2 separate regions of the Capra hircus genome follow, and region 1 is linked to region 2. A link is a contact called in public Hi-C data. All regions are on one chromosome and are shown on one strand. Each heading gives the region's core, a stretch centred on a gene start, on an enhancer-like site or on the middle of the called end of the contact. The rest is flanking DNA. Distances are from core to core; before and after follow the strand shown.

Region 1 (6,359 bases), core at 3,562-6,061, 75 kb after region 2:
ATCTGCTCCAAGGGCTCCCACAGGCTCTGTGCAGGGTTTCCTGGGGCTGCAGCTGGCTTGAAGCAGCAGAAATTTATTCTCTCACAGTTCTGGAGGCCAGACAGCAGAAATTGAGGTGCCTGCAGGGTTGTGCGGGGGCTCCAGGTGACTCTCCTCCCTGCTTTTTCCAGCCCCTGGTGGCCCCAGGCGTCCTTGGCCTCAGTCTTCACAGGACCTCCTTCCTGGTGTCTCTCTGGGTCCCCCAATTTCATTTCCCTCTCCTTTCTCTTTCGTAATATCTATTTGTGTACATATTTATTTGGCTGTACTGGGTCTTAGTTGAGGCAGGCAGGATCTTTAGTTCCAGCGAACTCTTAGTTGTAGGCATGTGGGATCTAGTTCCCCAACCAGGGACTGAACCCAGGCCCCCTGCACTGAGAGTGTGGAGTCAGCCACTGGACCACCAGGGACGTCCCCTCCCTTTCCTTTCTCGTATAAAAACACCCACATCCCAGGGTCATCTCATCTGAGATCCTTAACTAATGACTCCTGCAAACACCCTACGTGCACATAAGGTCACTTTCTGCGGTTCCAGGTGGTCATGAATTTACAGGCAAGGGTCACAGTTTGACTCAGCCCGGTCCAGATGTGGGCCTCGCTCAGGTGCAGGCACTCAGATTGGACTCCCTGGCATCATTCCCACCATGTGCGCGCTGCCCAAGGCAAGGACCCAGCTGTTGTGGTGGCCCCTTCCAGAGTCTGGTTTGTTGAGTTCCCCGTGCGTGCATGTTGTGTCCACCTCTTTGCCTCTCTGTGCCCCCATGGTCTGTAGCCCACCAGGCTCCTCTGTCCATGGGATTCTCCAGACAAGAATACTGGAATGGGATGCCTCCTCCAGGGGATCTTCCCAACCCAGGGATCAAGCCCGCATCTTAACGTCTCCTGCATTGGCAGGCAGGTTCTTTACCACTAGCACCACTTGGGTAGCCCACGGAGGACCCCACAGATAGGAAGGAGTGACTCCTTTTATCAAGTACAAGAACAGTCAAAGTAGCCGGGGAGGTGCCGGCCAGGGGGGACTCCAGGAGGCTTCTGGGAGCTGGACATGTTCTGTGTCAGTCACAGATGTAAGTTTAAATGTTCCAGCAGCCTCCTCAAAATGGTAAAAATAAACCCAGGAAATCGATTTTAATAGTGTTTTATTTAACCCATGAAGTGAAAGTCCCTCAGTAGTATCCGACTCTTTGTGACCCCATGGACCATACAGTCCATGGAATTCTCCAGGCCAGAATACTGGAGTGGGGCCTTTCCCTTCTCCAGGGGATCCTCCCAACCCAGGGTTGAACCCAGGTCTCCCGCATTGCAGGCAGATTCTTTACCAGCTGAGCCACCAGGGAAGCCCCATTTAACCCATGAGTATGCCCCAAATATGACCATTTCAATATATAATCAATGTAAGAGTTACTGAGAAAGTTTAGGTTCTCTTTCCCCTCCAGACTAAGCCACCTGGCCCACCTCCGCTTGGCTGAGCTGCACCTAGACGACCCCCACCCATCCTGGCCAGACAAACTTCTCCACAGATGCAGACTGAAGGTAGGTGCACTCTGCATTTGAAGAAAGACAGAGAAAGGGGGTGGAGGAAGATGGAAGGAAAGACAGAAAGACATTGTCCTTGAGTGACTGAATCCGGGAGTCAGGACAGGGCCCTTCCATGAAGGTGCAGAGTGACGGGGATCAGAGGCCCTGGAGGCTGGGGGCGGGGCATCCTCCGGGAAGGCTGTGATTCCACCGGGACCCAATCAAGCCCCTTATCTCCCTCTGCTGGCAGTCATTGTCCTGGAAGAAAAGGGAGAGGAGACGCCCAGAGGCCCCTGCCACCCCCTCCCACCGCCCTGTCCAGCTTCCCCACCGGTCTCCGACCCAAAGCTGCTCCTGGAAGCCCCAGGCCCCCTCCCAGGGCAGCAGGTCCACCTGACGATGAGTAGGGAGGACTCTGCCTCACGTTAAACAGAAAGGAATTGTATCCCTTAAAAAGCGCACACTTGGGGCTTCCCTGGTAGCACAGTGGTAAAGAATCCACCTGCCAATGCAGGAGACACAGGTTCGATCCCTGGTCCAGAAGGATCCCACCTGCCACAGAGCAGCTAAGCCTGTGGGCCCCAACTACAGAGATGGTGCTCTACAGCCCGGGAACCACAACTCACTGAGCCCACCAGCCGCAATTGCTGAAGCCTGTGCGCCCTAGAGCCCCAGCTCGGCAACAAGAGAAGCCCCCGCAGGGAGCAGCCCACACACGACAGCTAGCGAGTAGCCCCCACTCGCTCCAGCTAGAGAAAAGCCTGGGCAGAAATGAAGACCCAGAGCAGCCAATAATAAATAAATAAAGAATTTTTAAAAAGTGCACACTTAGGAGTTTTCCAGATACAGCGAGAAACAGAGAAGACATCTTCCTTCCTCTCCCCTTTGGCCCTTCTTTCATTTCCCTTCTGGAACAAATGAGTCCTAAAGCCACTGGCCGAAGCAGAGCACAGTGGGCTTCCACAGCTCCCATGTGGGGTGCGCAGGAGTGGGGGCCTGAAGCTGGGCGGCAGAGGGTGGTGACTATGCCTTGCATTGACCGTGGAGGTGCCAGGGGGGTTTGGATTTTCGTGTTCAGGAGAGAGCATGGAGAGGCCCCGGGGACAAGCGAGGGAAGCAGAGAAAACAGGAGGAGGGTCCCTCCAGGAGGACAAGGCCACCCACGGGCTGGGGACACAGGGACAGCCCTGACCCCTCCCCTGGAGATATGCCACATGCCTCCAGCCTGAACCTAGGGGTCCTGGCCAGTGTTCCCACTACCCGCCCACCCTCGCCCAGAACTACGGAAGCACCGACGGCTCTGAGAGAGTTTAAGGCGCTTTCAGGAAGTCTGAGGTCCTGACGCCCACCCACACCCTCTGCTGGTCCCTGCTGGGCACAGGGAGGCTCCACCCTGTCTGCCCCTGCCTGGCATGCCCTGAATGTCCCCCACACCCATCCTTCCTAGGGCAGCCTGGACACTCACCCCGCCCTGCCCTCCTGGCTCCGGCGGTCCCATAGCACAAGACCCACGGGCCCCATCAGCTGCTCCCTCGGAACCCTTGAGCCGAGGTGCTGCTCCTCCGGGATTCCCGCTGACGGTCTGTGGACTTGGGCCCCTCACTCTGCACAGTCCCACAGGTACTGCTCATCCAACCCCGAGAGTGTGCCTAGCACTGGGCAGGGTCTCTTCTCATCCTCACGGTTTATCATCCCATTTTACAGATAAGGCAAGTTTCAAGGAGATTAAACTTGCCTGGGAGGTGGAAGTGGGAACAAAGCCTGTACACGCTCTCTAGACACCACTGCCAAGTTTCCTTACGAAAATCCCCTTCTCCAGACAAGAAAATCTAAAAATTACACATGGGGTTTGCATGTATGGCTTGCCTTATGTATCAGTTGGATGGTGCTATTCCTTGGGAGCAAGTAAATCGCTGATAAAAAAATAAAATTCTAGGACTTCCCTGGCAGTCCAGTGGTTCTGACTCCGTGCTCCCACTGCAGAAGGCGCAGATTTGACACATAGACGGGAGGGGAACTCAGACCCCATAGGCTATGTTGGCTCAGCCAACAAAAAGAAAAGAAAGTTATGTACAAAGAACCTTGAGTTCTTCAGAGCTGCATTAAAATGGCTCATGTTCTGACCCTAAAAAGCAAATAAAATTTAACTGCCTCCTCCAGGCTGACTGCCTGGCTGGGGTCATCCTTGTCTCATCCTGAAGACCCTTCTGGCGACTTAACTGCTGAGTCTTAGGTGTGTGGGGAGGAGGCACAGATGATCACACCATCCACAGGCTTCTCCCTCTCTTCCCACAGCTCATTATTATTTCCTGGCTACTCTTGACTGCTGTGTGACTTGAGGCGGGTTACCTACTCTCTCTGAACTTCAGTTTCCTCAATAGTATCAGCTTCATAATCAAGTAACCTGTAATCACTGAGTCCACCCATCCCCACCCCAGCACAAGGGGCAAGGAGGCGAAACAACAGAAGGACGGGGCCTAGAGGGTAAGCTCCTAGGCGGGAACGGAGCCAGGCTTGGGGAGTGAGGGGGTGCGAGGTCTGGGTAAGGAGACCCAGGTTTTCCCCAAGGTGGAACCCCCAAGTCTGCACGTCTGAGGTTCACAACAACCTCGACCCCAGTTATTATTACAACACCTAGGTTGTGACTCATGCGGGGCGCCGAGATCAGGGTGAGGCTGGGCTCGTAGCCTGGGGACCCAGCCCCCCAGATTCCTTGGGGGTTTTGCGGTGGGGATGGGCTGAGCCAGTCCCTGTCTTTGTGCGGGAGAGGGCGTGGCCTATTGAAGACGGACCAATCCGGGGAGGCCGAAGGTCTGGAAGGCCACTGGGGAGGCCGTGGCTGGGTCGTGGGCGTGGCCAGGAGGGGAAGGGGGCGGGACTCCTGCCTGGGGCCGTAGTTGAGGGTCCTTTGGGGGTCCTCTGAGGCCGCGGGGCGACCCCGGGGAAAAGGAGGGACCATGGGAGGGCGCAGTGCGGGGGGGAAGGGGGCCTGGGATCCAGCGGTGGAATCTGGGCGAGCAGAGGCGCCGCCGCCGGCGATGGGGGAGCCCCCGACTCTGGGCGCGACTAGGAAGGGGGCGCCCCCGGGTCCGCGAGGTGCTGCGGGGACACGCCCTGCCCACCCTAGGGGACCCCGCGTCCCTCACCCCGCCCCCCGCCCCACCCCGAGTCCTTCCTCCCTTGGCAACTCCCGCTTCCAGATCGCTTCCCGCCCCGGCCGAGTCCCGGGACGGCCCTTCCCAGCCCCTTCCGCGCACAGCCTCCCCTCCCCCGCTCGCTTCCTGCGGGCGGAGGCGGCAGTTCGCGCAGCTGGAGGTGCGGGGAGCTTGGAGGCTCCTGGCAGGGCCTGACTGCCTTCCTTGTGGGTGTGGTTCCCGCAGTCCTCCCCAGCAGCACCCTCATCCAGAGCCCCTTCTGTCCTCCACCCTCCACACCTCAGCTATTGCAGTCCCCTCCCAGCCAGACAGACCCCAAGGCTGGGTGATGGCCGCATCCTCAACCGCCTAAAGAATTTCCTTGTCAGTCTCTCCTTTCCGCCTCCACTATGCTTCCCAGGCAGGGCTCCTACCCCACATCCAACCCTCCCCTTCTTTTTAAGGACAGCTGAGGGTTTTCTTGGTGGCTCAGATGGTAAAGAACCTGCCTGCAATGCAGGAGACCCGGGTAGATCCCTGAGTTAGGAAGATCTCCTGGAAAAGGAAATGGCAACCCACTCCAGGATTCTTGTCATGGAGAGTGAAGCCTGGCAGGCGACGGTCTGTGACGGGGCTAACGCATGCCCCGCACACAGGTTTTCTTTCCGCTCTGTGCTCTTCCTCTCGACTCCTGAGCCGGGGCCACCCCCTGACCTCCCCATCCACAGTCATTGCTTCAGGGATGGGCCCGACCTCAGTTGCTCAATGTGGAGCGACCCGGGGCATGCTTGGCACCCTGGCCCAGAGCACTGCCGTCTGCCCCAAGTCACCGTGCCCTGTGGATGTGCCACTTGGACCTGCAGCAAGCATTTGGCCATCCTGTAGGCAGAGCTGACCCATGGGGGAGAAGACAATGCTTAGAGAGTCAGAAGTTGAGCCAGAGCCCCGATCATACCATCCCTGACATCCCATTACCTCTAGATGGCTACGGAAGCCGTATTTGCTGTTCTAGAAAAGATGCATTGGATTCTCCATTTCTTGCAATGTGAAGATGTTCACTGACATGTTAGCCCATCAACCCTGGGGAGATAATTCTCATTTTACAGGCAGGGAGACTGAGGGTCACAGTGGCTAATGTCCTCAGTTCACTCAGGAGAGCCGGCAAAACTGGGACTAGCAGTGAGGCTTTCCTGAACCCTTTGGAGTGCTGTTTGGGCTAGATGTGTGTGATACTGGAGTGGGTTGCCATTTCCTCCTCCAGGGGATCTTCCCTCTCCAAGCATTGAATCCATTGAACCCATGTCTCCTTCAGTGGCAGGCAGATTCTTTCCCAGGGAGCCGCCTAGGAATCTCATTCTCTTAGGAGATCACAAGTCCTTTCCAAGCTCTTGACCACTAGTTGCTTATCAGTTCTTTCTTCCCCAGGGGCTGAATCCATTTCAGTTGAATGGCATCCAGTTGAAAGGAGGAGGTGGGTTGGGGAGGGGGATTCCCAAATTCCCAACAGCAGGCGGAAGCAACCACAGGTCCCCCTCCACCCTGTCCTCTGCCCCACTGGAAACTTGAAAGCCCAGAGAGGGGCCAAATTTCCCTGAAATCACACAGCACCTTGGAGGAGCTGGAGACTGTGGCTGCTTTAAGTCCTTCTGAACCCAATTGTCACTAGCT
Region 2 (6,851 bases), core at 3,120-5,619:
AGAACTCTTCACATCCCCCACATAAAATCTAAATCTGTTCTGTTTTCTTCAGGAATAACTCCATTCTTCTTGAGTCCTGGGGGGAAAACAGCATGATTACAATAATGTCCCCATTTTCTAGTTCATCGAATATGGGAATATAGATGAATCCAGACTCCTCTTGATTAATCCCATCAGGAGACATCATTTGTTATTACAGTTGCAGATACTATGTCTCTGTAATGTCTTTCTTTTTAGGTCTTGTTTTCTTGACAAGGGTTTCATAAGAGTACACTGACAACTTCTCATAAACCATGGATCCTAAAATATTCAGATGAGTATGATGAGACCTGCATGCTCGATCTAAAAAGATTGTAACATACCTGTTCTCCCACTGCACTAATCTCATGGGTTGGGTTTTGTGAGAAAGCCTGTCAATGAGAACTAACTAAAGATGTCCTGGTCAGAGAAGCTTGCCATCTGGTAAAATGAGAAGGCGTGGGAATTTCCTCCTTCACCCTGGCGTCTAAAGACTGGTGTTGGTCTGTATAGTCTGGGAGTCCCACCCTCAGGGAAACTGAACACGGAGTCGGGGTGTTGACCCGATATCCTTGCAGCCCCTCGCACTCGTCTCTGGGAACAGAGGGTACCACTCGCCATACAGCGTTGGCCCAGTAGGCAAGGATTATCTGGCTGGTAAAGGGCCGTAAGGTCAAGCCAGGGCAGATTTCATAATCATTACCATTTTTGAGAAGAATTTCCCACAGCTGCCTTTTTTTATCTTCCATACTGAAATAGTGGCAGGAGCTAATCAGAATAGCCTTTGATGCCTCCAAGATAGTTAACATCCCAGCCTGCATGCTCTGTCCTCCAGGGCTCACCCTGGATTGACCTTCAGATCAGTCTCTTTTTACGTGAGACCCAGTTCTGCAGTGCTTCGTTATCTAGGCTTCAGCTCCTTAACCATAGAAGGGGAGAAAGGAGTACGTGGGGGCAGTCATAGAAACAGCAGTAAGGAAAAAAACCATCTGGCCAAACGTGAGGACTCCAAGGGCCCAGCAGCCCTCGAGTGGGGTAAGGATGGCTGTGGTGGATGCCTGTGGCTTTGCTGGTAACAGCTCAGAGCGACTGGCATATACTGAGACCATAATGCGAGTTACCAACAAAAGGGTGAATTGTGTCCTCGTCACTCTTAAGAAGTTCCTCCCAAATGGTTAAAAAGTGAAAAGGGCATGCTTCATTCACGTTGCTGCAGATAGCATTATGTCATTCTTTTTGCAGCTGAGTAGTGTTCCGTTGTATATGTGTGTGTGCACCGCGTCGTCTTTATCCGCCCATCTGCCAGCGGACACTTGGGTCGCTTCCATGCCTTGGCTTTTGTGAACAGTGCTGCTGTGAACCTTGGGGGTGTGTGTATCTTTTCAAAGTAAAAGTTCCTGTCTTTTCTGGATATATGCCCAAGAGTGAGATTGCTGGATCATTTGATAACTCTCTTTTTTAGTTTTTTGAGAAACCCCCATTCTGTTCCCCATAGAGACTGTATCAATTTACCTTCCCTCCAACAGTGCAGGAAGGTTCCCTTTTGTCCACACCCTCTCCACCGTTTATTATTTGTAGACTTGTTGGTGATGGTCATTGTGACCGGTGTGAGGTGACACCTCATTGTAATTTTGATCAGCGTTTCTCTAATAGTGATGTTGAGCATCCTTTCATGTGCCTGTTGGTCATCTGTCTTTGGTAACTTTTAAAGTTGTTCCTCTCCCTTCTCATGTCTTTAACCCATTTTTATATCAGATTTTTGTTTTTACTTCCCAGTTTTTGCCGGTTCTCTGTGCGCTCTAGATATTAATCTGCTTTCGGTCTTAAGTGTCCCAGATATCTCCCAGTCAGTCACCCGTCTGTTGCCCTGTCTGCGGTGTCTTCCCTGGGATGACACTACTCCGTTCACTCAGTTTGCCTTTGTAGTGTGTGCTTTTGGGGATGTGTTTGAGAAGTCCTCTCCTCACGAAAGAGCAGGTATTCGGCTGTGTTCTCTTCTGTCAGGTGTAACATCTGAGAAGGTGTGGCTTCTGGTCAACGCCTTCCCTGTCTAGAGAGCCTGCCTGGCCTGTGCAGCACGGCTGTCAGTCCAGGTCTCTTTGGGGATGACTGTTCATTTTATTACAGTTATGTTCAGCTCATGGGCTCCTCTGCTAGGGTGTGAACCTCTGTGGGGTGGGAAGGAGGGGGCGGTACAGGCTGAGGGAGCAGCCACGCCGCCTTCGGGAGACACAGGCCACTGCAAGGGGCCTGCGGGGCCTCCTTCTTTGGAAACTTCTGCTCCTCAGGCGAAGGGCCGGGGTCAGAGACCTTTGTGAGCCATCCTGCCCAGCGTCCACCAAGGGTGTTGGGAACCCTGAGTCCTGCCCCTGGTGCTGGGACCACTGCCAGCTGTACAGAGTGCCCCCTGGAACCGCACCCACCTTAGACTCAGCCCTTCCACTGAGCGGCCCAGGTCTGAGGCCCCTCCTTCCTCGTGTGCTCAGACCTTCCGGCGCCGCCTCTGCCTGGTCTTGAAGCCCAGCTGCATACACCTCCCCGCCTGCTGCTGGACCAGACACGGGGGAGAGGTGCCCAGGTGGCCTTCATTCCTGCTCAGGCCTGCATGGCGGGGTCTGGTTTCTCTGCTTTTCTGGTGTACAGTGCATCTGTAAGTCATCCTCTAAAGAAGCTTTTTGGTGTTTGAATGGATGGATGACTGACTGAATCCTAAGTTGATGGCTTTCAGATTGTTTTGACTGTGACTTATAGTAGGAATATATGTTACCATAAAATCAGTGCAAACATAAACATGTATATGTATAACCAAAGCAATAGTTTTACGAAATAAATACCTGGCATATGGAATGCACTCTTGTATCTTTTCTGTTCTAGTTTTTTTAAAATCCACTTACTGTATTTTACTAAAATAATTTCATAACCCACCAATGGATTCTAGTCCATAGTTGTACGAATCATAGCTGTGAGGAGCTGGTTCCCCAGACTTGCCTTGTGTTTCTCGTCTACTGTGAGCAGAGCCCTTTGGGCTGGGCTTAGTCACAGCCTCTGCCCACCCGCCCTTTCAAAGCTGTGAGCACAGCACGAAGCCCGAGAGACCTGGGGCCCAGGTGGAGGTGTGGCTCCAAGACCTGTGAGTTTGCCAGGGAGGGGGCCAGTGGAGGGGGTTTGAGGACTTCACTCACTTAAGTCCTTTTTCAGAGAACCCTCTTTAACCTGTTTACTCTGGGTGCGTGCCAGAGTCCTAACCACTGTCTCCCAGGCCCCAGACACCCCGCCCTTCTTCAGCCCAGTGGCCTTTCCACCTCCCTCCTTGCTATTCCCATGGCCTGGAATCCCTCCCCCCAGACATCACAGAGCCTACTTCCTCTTCTCTGTTAGGTCTTTGCTTAAATACACCTTCTCAGAGAAGCCCTCCCCTGCCACCCACTTTCAAATTATGAACAGCAGCCCTCTCTGCAACGCAGCACCATATTTTCCTCCTGAGCACCTATAATCTTGTCTCACTGTGTGTTTTACTTATATGACATATGGTGACCTTTCCCTGAGTAACTTCTGGGAAGGTAGGCAACTTGTATCTGTCCGTTTTATTCCCCATTACCGAGCGTAGTCATCAGAGTATATTAGGATGTGCCTGCTGGCGTGCCGCGGGTGTTGCTGATATCGTCCCCATGGTTCTGTTCAGTGGACATTCTAGAGAAAGTCATACCTGAATAACTATTAATTCTATGAGGAAATTGGTGTTTTGTGGTTATTTCAATAAAGATAAAATTGGACTTCTATTATTCCTGGACACCCGGGAGTAATTTACATTTACATTACATCCCACTGTTTCTTAGAAGTCCTGGCTGCGTAGTACAGTAAAAAGCAGGCAGCCATGGCCTTAGTATAATGGCCTTTCCCAGTCAGTGTTTCAGTGTTACCCTCTCCTAGGGAAGATCCCCTGGAGAAGGAATTGGCAACCCCACTCCGGTATTCTTGCCTGGAAAATTCCACAAACAGAGGAGCTTGGTGGATTACTGTCCGTGGGGTTGCAGAGTGGGACCCAGCTGAGCACACCCAGCGCTCTCCCGGGCAGCCCAGCTCTCGCCATGAGTCTCCGTGCCTTCACAGCTTCCTGTCCCTAGGGGGCAGCAGCAGCACAGAAACCAGATATGAGCCGCCTGTTCTGATTTGTCACCTGATCTCGGTGAATCCGGAGAGAAGGGCTGTTTGGCTTCCTTCTAAGCTGCAGGAATGAGATTTGGAGGTTTCCTTTTTCAGAGTCTCTTTCTGTGCATAGATGTGGTAGGGTGTGCACCCAGTGCGCACGTTTTAAATTCCTATAGTTCTGTGTGTGTGTCCATCCAAGAAAAGGAACACTGTGGAGTCTTCCCCAGAGAAACCCATTCTGCAGTAACGTTGCCCAGAGCTGTTGCCTGGCCACACCCATATTTTAATTTCTGCATTCAAAAATCAAAAGGTTCTTCTGTCTCAGAGAGATTATTTAATTTGAAGGATAGTGAGAAATCTCTTAGGCGAGCTTGGCTTCTTGTAGAGGCATGATGTAATCCAATAATTATAAGACATCACCAAAAGAATTAATGTTTTAATTTTGTTCATCCTTAAGAAAGGTAGGCCCAGGCAGGCTGGACTTGTCTTGTTGGGGTGAGGGGTGGGCAGGAGGAACCTGTGATCTGACCTCAGGTGGCCACTGACCTTCTACACGCCCTGGGAAGAGCCTGACTGACTGTGATTTGAGTCCTAATCCTTCTGAACTAGAGGTTCTCACAGGCAGTGTACTTGGTGAAGCTCCTTTCATTGGAAATGAAGAGAGATCCGTTTCCACATATGGAAGCTATAGGAGAAAATTGACCAAGAATATCTTACTTTAAATGCATGCAGTACTTCCTCAAGCACCTTCTGCAGGCACCTGGCCGTTGACTTCTTGGTAGTAACCTATCTGTAAGCTGTGTGCATTAGCTTGGGGAAGGGTTTTAAGGAGCAAAGAAAGGAATGCAGTGCGAAAGGCATAACCCGTATCCTTAAGGCATAAACTCTGATGGACTAACTTGAAGTTGTCCCACGTGTAACTTGACTTTGTCGTAAAACCATCACCACATTTTGTGTAATTTTAAAGAAAAAGATGTGATAGGGTTCTTTGGGGGCGAGATCAGTTTACCTGGAGGTTCCGTTGTGCCTTTTCCCACGTGAAATGCAGAAGCCCCCAGAACAGGGCAGGCTAGCCGCATTTGTAGCTCTTCATGGAGCAGAGTGTGCTTTGTCTTGCCCACCGTCGTCTCTGTAGTTTTTCATCCGTTCAGCCCCTTGTGTGTGTCAGACCTAGTGCCAGGCCCTAGAAATCCGAAGATAATTGAGACATAATGTGGAAGATTATAGGCTCCTTTCAGTCTGGACTTTCTGCTGCCCTAGTCACCGGTGGATCCCCGTGTGGCTCACAGCAGGCACTCAGGGGATGGCATTTTTTAATAGATGGACCCTCCGCTCCAAGCCTGTGTGTAGTGATTAGCAGGGCATAGACTATGCCTTCAAGGAGTGCCTGACCCCTTGGAGATGTGATGTAATCAGATAATCACAAGGCACTATTAAAGGTTCTGTAATAGCATTGAAGCCAAGGGCTCTGGGAGTGCAGAGAAAAAGTACCAGCTTCTGACCAAGTCAGTTGGGTTTCCCGGAACCCCTAGTATTTGAAATGAGAGCTGATGAGTACGTGTTGCCAGCAGAGAAAGGACACCTCAGCAGAGCTTCGTGAGGCTGAAGTGTCAGGCGTGGAGCCCTGGCAGGAGGCCAGCGGGCTAGCCTGAGTGCTGGCTCGGAACAGGTGCGCCCTGAACAGCGGCTTGTCTAAGCGTCTCTCCTGCACCGTCCCGCTCCCCCTCCTCCAGCAGATGCCCTTCAGCCGTGAGCTGCAGCACCGCCTCGCACACCTCCCTGCACTTCTGCCCTTCGCCTGGCTTTAGTTCCCCAGATGTTCCCTGTCTTCTGACAGGGCGGACATTTTACCTGTGTGGTGGTCCGCCCACTGCCCCCCACCCCAGAATATAGACTCTAGGAGGGCGGGGACTTCGTTTGTTCACCGGCAGATTGCTGAGAACAGTGCTGGTCCCCGTGGCAGCTCTTGGCGAAGGAGGAGCGGGGAGGTGTCCCTGCTCCGCTCAGTGCAGAGCGCTCCAGGGCAGCCTTGTGGTGGCCATGGTCTCAGCCACTGCCACCCGCAGGTCCTCACCCCTTCTGGTCCTGGCCGCCTCTGGGGAAGTGAGTGGCAAGTATTTGCAAAGGAAGGACCAGGTCATTGGTAGTTGGTTCTGGTGTGGAAAGCTCATGTGTGTACATCTAATAGGAATCTCAGGACACACTTTCAGACATGAAGCTGGTAGAAAGCGGCAAGAGCAGCTACTTCCTCACACGTGTCCAGCCCGGGATTGCCCTGTGGTTCGCGGATTCCTATCATTATTATTAAGAAGCCGTGTCCTTGGGTTTACTCCTAGTCCATCCTGCCTCTTCATGGGTCCTTCCCAGCTCTCCAGGAAACGGGGGAAGCAGGCATCCTGTGCAACTGCAGCTGGGTGTCCACACCTCGGTGCCGCGATGCCCAGGATTCTACATGACCTCGCTGACCCTTCCTCTGTGGTTTCCCCTACATAAGATGCTCATACCCTCATGCCCTTGGGTTTCCAGTGAGCAGTGACCTGTTCTTGCTCACAACACCATGCCAGGAGGCAGTGAGAACAGAGTGGGAAGCAGGAATGGATTTGAGCAGACTTGAGTGCATAGCTTAATAACCTTATGAACAAGTTAATTTGCCTCTCTGAGCCTTCCTTTTCTCATTTACTTAA

What was found. Hi-C and Micro-C count contacts between places; a contact is called where the count stands out from the background.
Region 1: a contact with region 2 is called in a Hi-C map of blood, with 2.8 times the contacts expected there. The contact joins two enhancer-like sites. A contact is called at or near these places in 2 of 5 Hi-C or Micro-C datasets (both in blood).

Annotation. Positions count from the first base shown.
Region 1 is chr25:39,630,825-39,637,183 of ARS1.2, forward strand. No RefSeq gene overlaps it. Among named protein-coding and RNA genes, the nearest start is that of FSCN1, 16 kb to the left of the region's middle. Within about 2 kb of position 4,812, at least 3 of the 5 cell types and tissues checked have an H3K27ac peak or open chromatin away from gene starts, as enhancers often do.
Region 2 is chr25:39,556,287-39,563,137 of ARS1.2, forward strand. All of the region lies in intron 13 of RNF216 (E3 ubiquitin-protein ligase RNF216), which reads left to right. Among named protein-coding and RNA genes, the nearest start is that of FSCN1, 58 kb to the right of the region's middle. Within about 2 kb of position 4,370, at least 3 of the 5 cell types and tissues checked have an H3K27ac peak or open chromatin away from gene starts, as enhancers often do.